Regions from separate parts of the Mus musculus genome. Here region 1 is linked to region 2. The links are chromatin contacts, called in public Micro-C maps. All regions are on one chromosome and are shown on one strand. The core of a region is the stretch at or near the end of the contact, and the rest is flanking DNA. Distances in the headings are between cores, read along the strand shown. Region 1 holds the start of Foxe1 (forkhead box E1). Region 2 holds the start of Tmod1 (tropomodulin 1).

Region 1 (6,082 bases), core at 2,326-4,825, 300 kb after region 2:
TTCTGTTTACACTATTTGAGTGAATGGGCTGGGAGAAAACGGGTTTTTTTGTTTTTGTTTTTGTTTTGTTTTGTTTTTTAAGTCAGCTCCAAGATCCCCACACTACTCTAGGAGCCTGAGAGGTTCCTGCTCACTGGGATCCCCCCACCCCCACCCCCACCCCCGTGGAGATACAAAACCACAGCTAGGCCACAGAAAACATTTTACTTAACTAGTTAGTCTTCTCCAACAGGGCCATCTCACCTCTGCCCACAAGTGGCACAAGCTAGAACTTTTGATCTTTTCTTTTCTCCGCACCCTTGTTTCATCCTGAAAACAATGTAAAAGATAAAGAAAAGGACTGCAGGACTCAGTCCCCACCTCATCTTCTCTACCCTGAGGAGAAAGCACACCTTCATCTCACCTCAAGGGAAAACTGAGGCCTCAGACGTTCCTGGGCTGGTTCCCAGATGCTGGGCCTGGGATGAGTGATCGAGAGTTGTTACAACCAACCACACTGAGCTGGTTTGGTTTGGTTTGGTTTGGTTTGGTGTGATGGCAGTGCTCTCTGGAGCCATACAACCCAGTGAGCCCCGGCAGTCTCCCCTAAAATTACCCTGATAATGGAGGCTGTGTCCTCTGAGCTGTGCAAGTGTCTTCTGTTACTGTTGAATAAATGAGAAGGGCTAAAAGAATGGTCAGGAGGAAGACACTAAGAAGGGAGAAGGGAGAAGACTAAGAGGTCATCCAGCTAAAGTAAGAGCCTGAGGTCTGTAGCCTCTCACCTCATGGTCCCATCTCCTTCCCAAGCCCTGGGTCGGTCAGGCCCTTCTCCAGCTCTAACCCCCGAGAACGTTAGGCAGATGGCCGGGGTTATCTCTGCTTCTGCAGGCAGAGACACCTGCGTCAAGGAATATGGAGGAATTTTCCATGACCCTTGGATTTCATTTTCAACCTCTTCTGAGCTTCCAATTGTTGCAGAAGACTTCCAGGCCTTCTGTGACACCCCAATAACCAAAACACAACACACACACCATTAATGGAGCAAGTTGTCCCAGGGGTTGCTGGGAACACTTGTGATTGAACAATGGAAGGAAATAAATTAGCCCACTGTGACTCCCACCTCTGCTGGATTTTTCAAGGTGCTGGAATCCATCCCCTTTAGCTTCAAGCAATTGCCAATAGAGTCTGTGACTCTACCCCAGTAAGAAGAAACTTGACCATTACCAACCTACCTCTGCTCAAAACAACTCGGGGAGGGGTAGAAGGAAATGTTTATATTGCTTTGATCCAAATGGGTAAACTTTGTCAGAATTTTGTATCATGAGTAGAACCCTCACCCTATGGGGTGTAGGAGTACATCATCTGAATAAAATTGTATGCAGTAAAATTCAGGACTCTTACACACACACACACACACAAACGCCACCCAACATCAAACCTGGTAGTCATGATCTTGAGAATTCTAATCCCTGGAGACTGAGGTACCACCAAGCAGAGGGAAGCAGAATTCTGGAAGAATGGAGATGCAGGACCAGAGACCTCTGGGGGCCTGGAGGATTCTAGCCAGAGTCAGAGGACGGTTGGGGGGGGGGGTGATCAGAAAGTCGTGGACAATCATTAAAGCAAACTGTAATGAACATTAGACAACTCACAAGACTGAGGCTCTTCTAGTCCCCTACAAAACAGTCGATTTTGGAAGTAAGGAAGACAGCAATTATGCATTTATTAAGACCCAGGTCTTCCAGTAAGACACCCTAGGATCGGAATTCACATTAAATAACACATGCTTGAGAGTGTAGAAAAGAAAAAAAATTCAAAGAAAGAAGCAGCTTCCAATAGAGCAGCAAGTTCCAGGCATAAAGCCGTAGTTCTAACATCTGTACATAGTGGCTTTTTATTTTTTACATTTAGTGTGTGTGTGAGCGTGTGTGTGTGAGCGTGTGTGTGTGTGTGTGTGTGTTGCACAAGACGTGGCGGCAGGCACACACGCACACCTTTTGTAGTAGTCAGAGGACTACCAGGAGACATTCTCAGTCCTTGGCTTTGTGGAAAGCGCCGGCACAGGCCGAGCCACCTTGAATGCCCATTTACAGCCTTTTAGACGCTTAGAAGATTTGTATAGACACAAGAATGTAGGGATTCACACTGAGATAACCGCTCAGAATTTAAAATCTGGAAATACAAATCTTGGAATATGGAGAACCACAGACGTTCCTAATCGTATAATTGGCTTAAAGTTTACTCTGGGGGGAAAGAAACGTGAGAAATCTAGCTTCCCCTGGCTTCTTTAGGAGCGAGGGGCCGCAGCAAGCAGGAAGCCCCTCTGCATTCAAGGAGCTGGGGAAGGTCTTCAAGCAAGGTCGACTGCAGGAGAGAGGATCTGTGCTCTCTGCCTCTTTCTTTCAAAGGCAGCCACCCAGTGCTCACTGAAGAAGAACGCAATAAAACCAGAAGGCTGGGCCACCCACGTTAGACCTGAACCCTCCACAGTGTGTCTCTTTCCAGTCCGGCTCCTTACACAATTCCCATGCTCAGGAAAGGTACTGGCTTCACCGTGAGGATCTTAAGAACCAAATCTTAGATTCCTGAGTTGGGAATCTAACGTAACCAGTTCCAAAAGTGGCCAGAAAGCGAACCAGGCAGGTGGGGCTGCGCCGCTGGGAGTCCCTCTCTAGCACCGAATCCTGCCAGAGGAAGGCAGAAATCGGACATTTTGGAACAGTCTACACACACACACACACACACACACACACACACACACACGCGCGCGCGCGCGCGCGCGCACGCACGCACGCACACACACGCATACACCAGTAGAGTTGTGCACTGACTGCAGCATCCTCTCCCAAGTCTTCACTCAGACCTCTAGAGGCGGCTGGCCCTCTCTGGCCCCGTGGTAGTGGAGGGGTTGAGAGGCGGCGACTGCAGACAGCAGGAGCCAAGTCTTCGCTAACCAGGCATTCTCCTGCATATAGAAAAGGGTCCCAAGCCACCTAAGGACCCTGATGCGGCGAGGAGGCTTTCCCTAAACACCTCTTGAGATACAAAACTTCGGGACAGACCAGGAACCTGGTAAAGCGACTCCCTGTGGCACTACCTCACCACGAACTGAAAAGCTTACTCTAAAACAGACGCAGGCTGCAGGCACCGGAGGGCAGCAAAGTTGCTGTAGACCTGGGAATCCTTGTCTGAAAATGAATTGCACCAGAGATTGGGCCAGGTAGCCTAAACCTGGATTTGGAAGGCATCCCAAGAATTAAACGCGCCCCACTTTAGTCCAGTTCTTACCCTCTCTGAACAAGAAAATGCCATGAGCCCTCTTTCCACGTGAGACACAACTTTTCCGCAAAGACCGATTCAGGAGCGCTGGGCCGAGCTCCTGGAGTCTCAGTCTCCCGCTTGGCGCGCAGAGGGGGCCAGCCCCCGAATCTCCAGGCGCCCTCCCCGCTCTGACGTTTTGGGACTCCAGCCGCTACCTGGGGAGGTGTGCCCGTCGCGGGGGTGGGGAAGGGGGGAGTGGGGGGGGGCGGGCAGGGAAGCGGCTACGCCCCGCGTTTGCTGGCGCCTTTAAGGAGGAGAAGCCAGCGGAGGGAGGAGCTGGCCCAGGTGTGTGCAGGAGAGCGCCTCGCCGGCCGGACTCCGTGCTGGAGTTCAGAGCCGCAGAACGGAGCACTTGCTCGCCACCTGGCCCGGCCCGCTCGCCCGTCTCGCCTCTCTGCCCTCCGCTTGGGTTGTACCTTCCACCGTAGGGGTGCGGCATGGGCGGCCCCTGCAGGGGTGTACGGTGCCCCCACTGAAGGCCCTGGCACGAGACCCCAGCCTGCAGCCTCCTCTACGCGCACCGCCTCGACGGTCATCCTCAGACCCGCAGGGACTCCCAAACAGCTGCCGCCACCCCGGCCTTCGAGCCACGTCCGGACCCCTTGATCGCCTGGCACCAGAGCGCCAAGGATCCTCTGGCCGGTGCCCCACAGGAGCCGTCGGTGGACTCAGCGCTCCAGACCCCGAAGTTCCCTGCCCTCAGCGCTCTCGGTGCCCGCTGCAAAGCCCCGGCGTCGGCTCCCGTGGGATCGGGATTGCGGCCAGAGCGGTCGTCTACAGCTGAAGACGACGGGGGGTACGGGGGGGAGGGACCGCGGCGCCATGACGGCCGAGAGCGCGCCGCCTCCCCCGCCGCAGCCCGAGACGCTGGCGGCCGTGAAGGAAGAGCGCGGTGAGGCGGCGGCGGCGGGCGCGGGGGTCCCGGCGGAGGCTGCGGGTCGCGGCGCGGGAGGACGGCGACGCAAGCGCCCCCTGCAGCGGGGGAAGCCGCCCTACAGCTACATCGCGCTCATCGCTATGGCCATCGCGCACGCGCCCGAGCGCCGCCTGACTCTGGGCGGCATCTACAAGTTCATCACCGAGCGCTTCCCGTTCTACCGCGACAACCCCAAGAAGTGGCAGAACAGCATCCGCCACAACCTCACCCTCAACGACTGCTTCCTCAAGATCCCGCGCGAGGCGGGCCGCCCGGGCAAGGGCAATTACTGGGCGCTCGACCCCAACGCCGAGGACATGTTCGAAAGCGGCAGCTTCCTGCGCCGCCGCAAGCGCTTCAAGCGCTCGGACCTGTCCACCTACCCGGCCTACATGCACGATGCAGCCGCTGCCGCCGCCGCTGCCGCTGCCGCCATCTTCCCGGGCGCCGTGCCTGCCGCAAGGCCGGCTTACCCGGGCGCCGTCTATGCGGGCTACGCGCCGCCACTCGCCGCGCCTCCGCCGGTCTACTACCCCGCCGCGTCGCCGGGGCCCTGCCGGGTCTTCGGCTTGGTTCCCGAGCGGCCGCTCAGCCCCGATCTGGGCCCCGCGCCGTCAGCGGCCGGCGGCTCGTGCGCCTTCGCGGCTGCGGCGGGCGCGGCGGGCACCGGGAGCTTCCAGCCGGCGGTGTGCACCGGAGCGCGGCCGGTCAACCCCGCCGCCTATGCCGCCGCCTACGCGGGCCCCGACGGCGCGTACCCGCAAGGAGCGAGCAGTGCGCTCTTCGCCGCTGCTGCGGGCCGCCTGGCCGGACCGGCCTCGCCCCCCGCGGGAGGCGGCAGCGGCGGCGTGGAGGCCACGGTGGACTTCTACGGGCGCACGTCGCCGGGCCAGTTCGGAGCGGCGCTGGGACCCTGCTACAATCCCGGTGGGCAACTCGGAGCCGGTGGTGGCGGTGCCTACCACTCCCGCCACGCCACCGCCTACCCCGGCGCGGTGGATCGGTTCGTGTCTGCCATGTGAGCCCGGGTAGGCACGAAACCTCACTAACTCCAGGACGTTCTGAAAGATGTAAATCCCCCGAGACCGGCGGACAGGACTAAAACGTGTATTGTACTGAGACTCACGTGCGAGGCCCCCTGAGGGCCGTGGAGGCTCGGTGTCTTGCACTGTTCACAGCCCCGATTTGGACGTGGGCGGACGTAGGGAGGCCACGGCCGCGTTTGGCCTGACACAAAGGACCCTCGATGACGCGAAACTCCAAAGAGCATGACTTTCTGCAGTTCTACTAGGGAGGGCCCTAGGCTGTAAAGGGTGGAGAGTTGCAGAGCTATGTACGCCAGAATCTAGGATCCCGAACTGTGGTGGAGTCGTAAGGCTTCACCGTGTGCTATGCCACGCCAAACTCGGGCTTTTTACATGCTCGCGTCTTGTACTTTTGACTATCGTACCCAATAAAAGGCTCGGACAGTGTCTTTATAATTCAAATGAGAACAAGTTTGCAAAATTGTTTGCTTTTAAAAAGAAATAGTTCGGTTCAGCTGGGCTAGTTTTCTCTGTCTCGGAGAATCACAAGCCTGGGTCTCAATCATAACTGAGAATTCTTCGGTGTGATCCAGCCCCAACACCTGAATTTTTAGTCTGCCATACAGAACTGTGTGATTCTACCCTCTTATTTTTAAACCCCCTCCCATTAACTTAGGTGCCTACCTTCCATATTTGGCAGCATTGGTGAGCCACCCAGGGCTTCCCAGTAGCCACTAATGTCCAAAGGCCATCCAGGAATGGGATCAGATCATTGGTAAATTGGTATTTACTCCAAAGTCCCAGGACTGACTCCAAGTAGAGATTGTGCCCTAATTAT
Region 2 (5,366 bases), core at 1,402-3,901:
ACTAGAAAAGAAAAGACCAGGACTTTTAAAGCTTTCCATCTTAAATGTATAAAAAATATTCTGGCCAGCCGGGCGTGGTGGCACACGCCTTTAATCCCAGCGCTTGGGAGGCAGAGGCAGGCAGATCTCTGAGTTCAAGGCCAGCCTGGTCTACAGAGTGAGTTCCAGGACAGCCAAGGCTACACAGAGAAACCCTGTCTTGAAAAAAACAAAACAAAACAAACAAACAAAGTATTCTGGCTTTTAAAAAATGTATTTTTAAATACTCATGAACACTTATGCCACTAACTAAAATAATTGTTTATTATGAAATAAAAACTCTTCCAAAATAGCAAGATTTAAGAATACTTATGCCAGTGATTAAAATAATTATTTATGATGAAATAAAAATTTTTCCAGAACATAAATGTTTGAGTTAAGGCAAAGTCATGATTTTTTAAAATGTTTTTATTAGGTATTTTCTTCATTTACATTTCAAATGCTATCCCAAAAGTCCCCCACATGCTCCCCCACCCACTCCCCTAACCACCCACTCCCTCTTCTTGGCCCTGGTGTTCCCCTGTACTGAGGCATATAAAGTTTGCACGACCAAGGGGCCTCTCTTCCCTGTGATGGCCGACTAGGCCATCTTCTGCTACTTATGCAGCTAGAGACACGAGCTCTGGGGATACTGATTATTTCATATTGTTGTTCCACCTATAGGGTTGCAGACCCTATTTAGCTCCTTGGGTACTTTCTCTAGCACCTCCATTGGGGGCCCTGTGTTCCATCCAATAGCTGCAAAGTCATGATTTTTATAGCCATGTCTTTCAGCAGCAGAAAAGAACACAGATCCCTGAATTGTACACAACCAAAGGAAGCCTTTCCTATTTCCCTGACTTAAACATTTCCATTCTTAAAGCATTTATGTTTTTTGATGGAAGGATAAAATTAGTGTGATGTGAGGTCGCTTGACACACACATGAATTTAGCCACTAGCCTGTATTGAAGTCCGGAGTCCATTCCCAGTGGACCAGAGCCCTGCCTGTGAGAGACTAAGGTAGCAAAGTACCAGACACAGCTGGCAGAGCACCTGGGAGCCAGAGACAGCTGTCTTTAAAAGGCTGGAGGAGAAAGAGCAAAGTGGAAGGATACGCACTGTTGCATATTACATATGTGGTATATGGTATGTGTCCATATTGTGTTGATATATTGGGTATTTCGGTAAAAATAGGCAAGAAGTTTGAACGAACACTTCACAAAAAAAGAAAATCCAGCTGGCCAATAAACAAAAAGGTGTCAGCAAATGTGAACACAGGGCATTGGTGTTGTGGATCAAAGCCTCAATGAATGCGGCTCCTCTCTACCAGTGTAGCTACAATGTAGCAATTCTTGTTAAACCGAAGTGGTTTAACTTAAGTGGGAACCACTTGCAAGTAGCATTAATCCTCTGCTCATCTCTCCTAGAGACTCAACTCTCCAACTCAGCTTCCTGCAGACCATGAGAAAGAATAATCTGAGCCACACTAATATTCTGAATTTCCACTACTAGCAAAGTACACTTTTAAAATAGGATGCATTCATATGGAAATACCATATTATGTTCATATGGTAAATTCGCTGGGGATGAAACCTATAAATTGAACAGTAGGAAAGAATGGTGCGTCACAAATTAGCCTCAGCAGCGAGCAAGAGGCACCAACCTGACAATAAGGGCAAGACTTCTGGAAGGGTCCACAAAACAGTGTCTTAGAAGGGAGAGGTGGGTGACTGGGGAGCGGGGTCAGGCTGTTGGTTGGCTTGCACAGGTGTTCTTACTATAAAATTCAGAAAGCTACACACTAATATGTGCCCTGAAAGTATTTACACCCACAACAAAACGCTTAAAAATAAGTCCTTGGGAATAGTAAGTCCCTGCTTTGTTTAAAAATACACCCCACTTCTCCCTTGAAAAGGACATTCTTAATAGGGCGAGGGTTTTATAATACAGTAATGCATTAGGAAAATACTTTTCAGCGTTTCTCCTTAGGCATCTAGGAATTAAGATTTCCCTCACCAAAAAATACGGTAGGATAATCCAACGGAGATGTTCCCTGTGCCTGTTTGGATTCGTTGGTAGGAGCCGTTTGTTTATTGAAACACTTAAAGGCTTCGGTTTGGGTTTAAGTGGTTTGTTCTGGAGAGAACACATTAGCCTTTTAAGAAGGAGGAACTTTCATTCCGATTATTTTAAGTGGTGATTTCGGACGCTCCAGTCTCAATGCTGTGTAGGGAGAAGGCGTTCAATTCTGCGTTGGAATTGCACGTCCACAGATGGTTATTAAGCCCTGGGCCCGTGCCAGTCCTGGCCGAGGGGACAGGTTGCCTCTTCAAAGGAAGCTAGGTGTAGCTGTGCTGACTTTACTGGAACATTCTAGACGAGAGTAAAGATCTGCGCGACTTTGTCCAGATACCTCCAACGTAGCATAAAATCAAGTTGGAGAAACCGAGAACAAGGCAGGGAACCACACATTCCCCTGCCTCCGGGGCTGGGGTGGCCCTAGATCCTAATAGCGAGTGTTGCTCCCAGGCCGGGGACCGCGCAGCACCCTGTCGCCCCTGGTAGAGCAGGAGGGCGGGGAGGGCGGCGGGTTGGGGCGGGGCGCGGTGACAGCAGAACAGGGCCCGCCCCCGGCTTCCCACCCGCGGCCGCCAGGGAACTCGCCAAGCCCCGCGTTCCGCTCATTGCCGCCGCCCGCGCTCGCGCCACCCCGCATCCCGGTAAGACCCCCCGCCCGCCATCCCTAGGTCCCCCTCGGCCTCGCGGGGCTCCCTGCCGCCGCGCCGGGGCGCAGCCATATCTGGGCAAAATATTCAGCTGTCGCAGCCGCTGAGAAGGGACTGAGCACGGTTCCCTCTATAAATAGCCGCCGCCTCGGGTGGCCTTCGGGGATCGGGGTCCGGTTCCCCAGCCTGATGATCGGGTCGCTGGCGCTAAGCGTCCCTGCAGCCTGATGCGCCCAACCCTAGTCAGGGCGCCCGGGGCACTAGACCTGGTCTCCCGGGGACCTTGGGAGCCGCCCGGGGTGCCTTGGGCATTGGCACGTTGTGAGCTGGTCACGAGCCCTCCTGGGAGTCTGGGGAGGAAGGGGATACACGCTCGGGGGACGCTGAGTCCTCTGAGCACCGATCTGGCCGGCGCCTGAAAAGTTTCCCAAACTGCTGGAACTAGCTGAGGTTTAAAGCACCAGCTGCGCTTGCCTCGCTGCGCGCAACCAGGTAGAGGCAGGAGGCCACTGGTTGTCTCCAGTTTGAGGGGCGGCCTAGGCAACCCTCCTTTCTTTTCTGGATCTCGTTTTCCTGTTTGTAAGGTGAAGTTAGGGTCCTTCAAAGAGATGGTACCCGGGGCCACGAGAGTGGCCAGGGCGTGCTCTGAACTGCCTACACTCCCCTGCACCTGTTCTGCAGTTTCAGGCAGGGTAAGGATGCTGAGGACACAGCTGCAAAAGTCAGAGACTTTGGTGGCTCTTGGAACTCAAATCCTGGCCTAGGACCCACTGTGGCCCTCGGAATAGCCTGGGAAGTGTGCCTGGGGTGTTTGGGAGCATCTCTAGGCTGAGTTGCTAGCAGCACCTCGGCAAAACAAGTGACCAAATGAACTGGGCAGGCTCAGGCAATTCAGTTCCCTGTGTGGCACCTGTGATAACTCCCTTAACCCGGAACCTCCCCAGCTCTCTGTTTAGTTACCTCTCTCAGCTTTCCCCATGAGATTCCGAAGACCTGGCAGAGCCAGACTCTAAACCCAGATTCTGGGTTCTTTCTTAGTGGGGGCTCCCTCCCACAGGGTTTATCTTTCACCCTGGGTCCCACTGTTGCCCCTGTAAGGGCTTCAGAACCCTTTGCTCAAGGTCATGCCAACCCCCACTGCAGTCTGCTTGCCTTTCCTGTCTCTACCGACCTTTCCTGGCAGGTTTGGGGACTCTGCACCCCTCTTTTGTGATCTGCTAATGTCTGGGACTTTCCCAGGCTGGAGTAATAGTGTGGAGAGTCTAGTAATAGATCCTGAAGATCGCTCCGTTTTCTCTAAAGCTATCTCCGGGCTTCACAGATAAATGAGTGAAAGGGGAATCACCCAATAGGAAGATTCTCACCGACTTCAAACCTCACAACAAACAGGCAGAGTGAAGACAGGGCGCCTGTCACTCTGGCATCTGCTCTCTAATGAGCTAGCCTTGCAGTCCACGGTTTAGACAGCCACTGGCTCTTGGGTGCCTCGCATCCTAAGTGGGAAGTTAGAGCCCTCTAAAAATAGCCCAGCCCACCTTATCAGAGTCTCACACCTTCTCTCCCTTCTTGGGCAGGGCTCTTGGCTGCAGCTTAACTACAGAACACAGGGACTAGGTGGTGTCAGCTCTAAGCAATAAAGGGAATGGCCAGGAGTTCAGGCCCCTAGCTCCAGCCCCGGCTCTGTTACCCACTCAGTGTGACCTTGAGAAATGACCTTAGTGGACAGGATGGTCTTTAGTGGCGCTGGAGTGCAGAAGAGGCAGGGCTGGAAGTCTTCTGGGAAGCCCTCTAGCTGGAGAAAAAGGAAGTGCAGGGGAGATCTGGGGCACCAGATCTGGGATGAGGACCCCAGGAGTCCAGGTGTGTGTGTGTGTGGGGGGGTGAGGGTAGAGGGGGCTGCAGCCTTCCAAGAGCCTAGTGGAGAGGTGGGCACAGTTACTACACAGGGATAGAATGCTGAGAAGTGTGGAGACTCCGTCAGAATCCAGGGTAGGCATTGGGGACTTGGTTGCAGCACAGCCGAGCATTAAAAACTAGGATTGGCTGGAGACCAAGCTGGTGCCCTCAGTTTCCCCCTGTGTACAACAGGGCTAGCCATAGTGGACACTTCATTCAGGCTGTGATAGGAAGTGATGATGGGCAAGCCCTGAGCTTCGTTAGACCCTGCCCAGTACCTTGTGAGGATGTGGTTAAGGAGACAGAGGCTGGAGCTTAAGTAGAGACAGCTCCCAACTCTCTCAGAGCGTAGATGAGAAAGGCAGTCAGAGCTGGGGCAGAGGGCAGCCCTCAGTGTTTGTGACATGGCCAGCATAAGTGGTAGAGGCAAATCAAGGGGCAACCACAGAGTGTAAGAGAATCTGAGGGGTGTGCCCATGGCAGGATTGAGGTCCTTCCTTAAGAACATGCCATATGTCACCAGCTTTGCAAGTGGCTTTCAACCCTCTAGACTTTGCTGAGCAAAAATAAAGGGGGGGCTTGGGGGTGGGGGGGAGTTAGAATGAAGCAGGCTCTGGTCTGGGCCCCTGTGTCCCCTGGCTGACTCAGTATCTGTGAGCCGTGAAGGGTGAGCTGACCCTGCTCTGGGGGCCCCATGACCTTGGCTTGCTAACTTCTGAGATGAT

Evidence for each region. A called contact is a pair of places that touch in the nucleus more often than the background predicts.
Region 1: a Micro-C map of embryonic stem cells shows a contact between it and region 2, with 1.7 times the contacts expected there. The contact joins the promoter of Foxe1 here to the promoter of Tmod1 in region 2. A contact is called at or near these places in 2 of 39 promoter capture datasets (embryonic stem cells and stem cell-derived epiblast-like cells), 2 of 484 Hi-C or Micro-C datasets (both in embryonic stem cells) and 1 of 9 other capture datasets (adipose tissue).

What each region holds. Positions count from the first base shown.
Region 1 is chr4:46,340,069-46,346,150 of GRCm38.p6, forward strand. It overlaps Foxe1 (forkhead box E1), which reads left to right and starts at 3,576. Exons shown (of 1, transcript NM_183298.2): 1 at 3,576-5,706. The coding sequence starts at 4,126. The coding sequence ends at 5,241. It overlaps Gm12446 (predicted gene 12446), which reads right to left and starts at 3,413. Exons shown (of 6, transcript NR_165272.1): 1 at 3,271-3,413.
Region 2 is chr4:46,036,571-46,041,936 of GRCm38.p6, forward strand. It overlaps Tmod1 (tropomodulin 1), which reads left to right and starts at 2,652. Exons shown (of 10, transcript NM_021883.2): 1 at 2,652-2,739.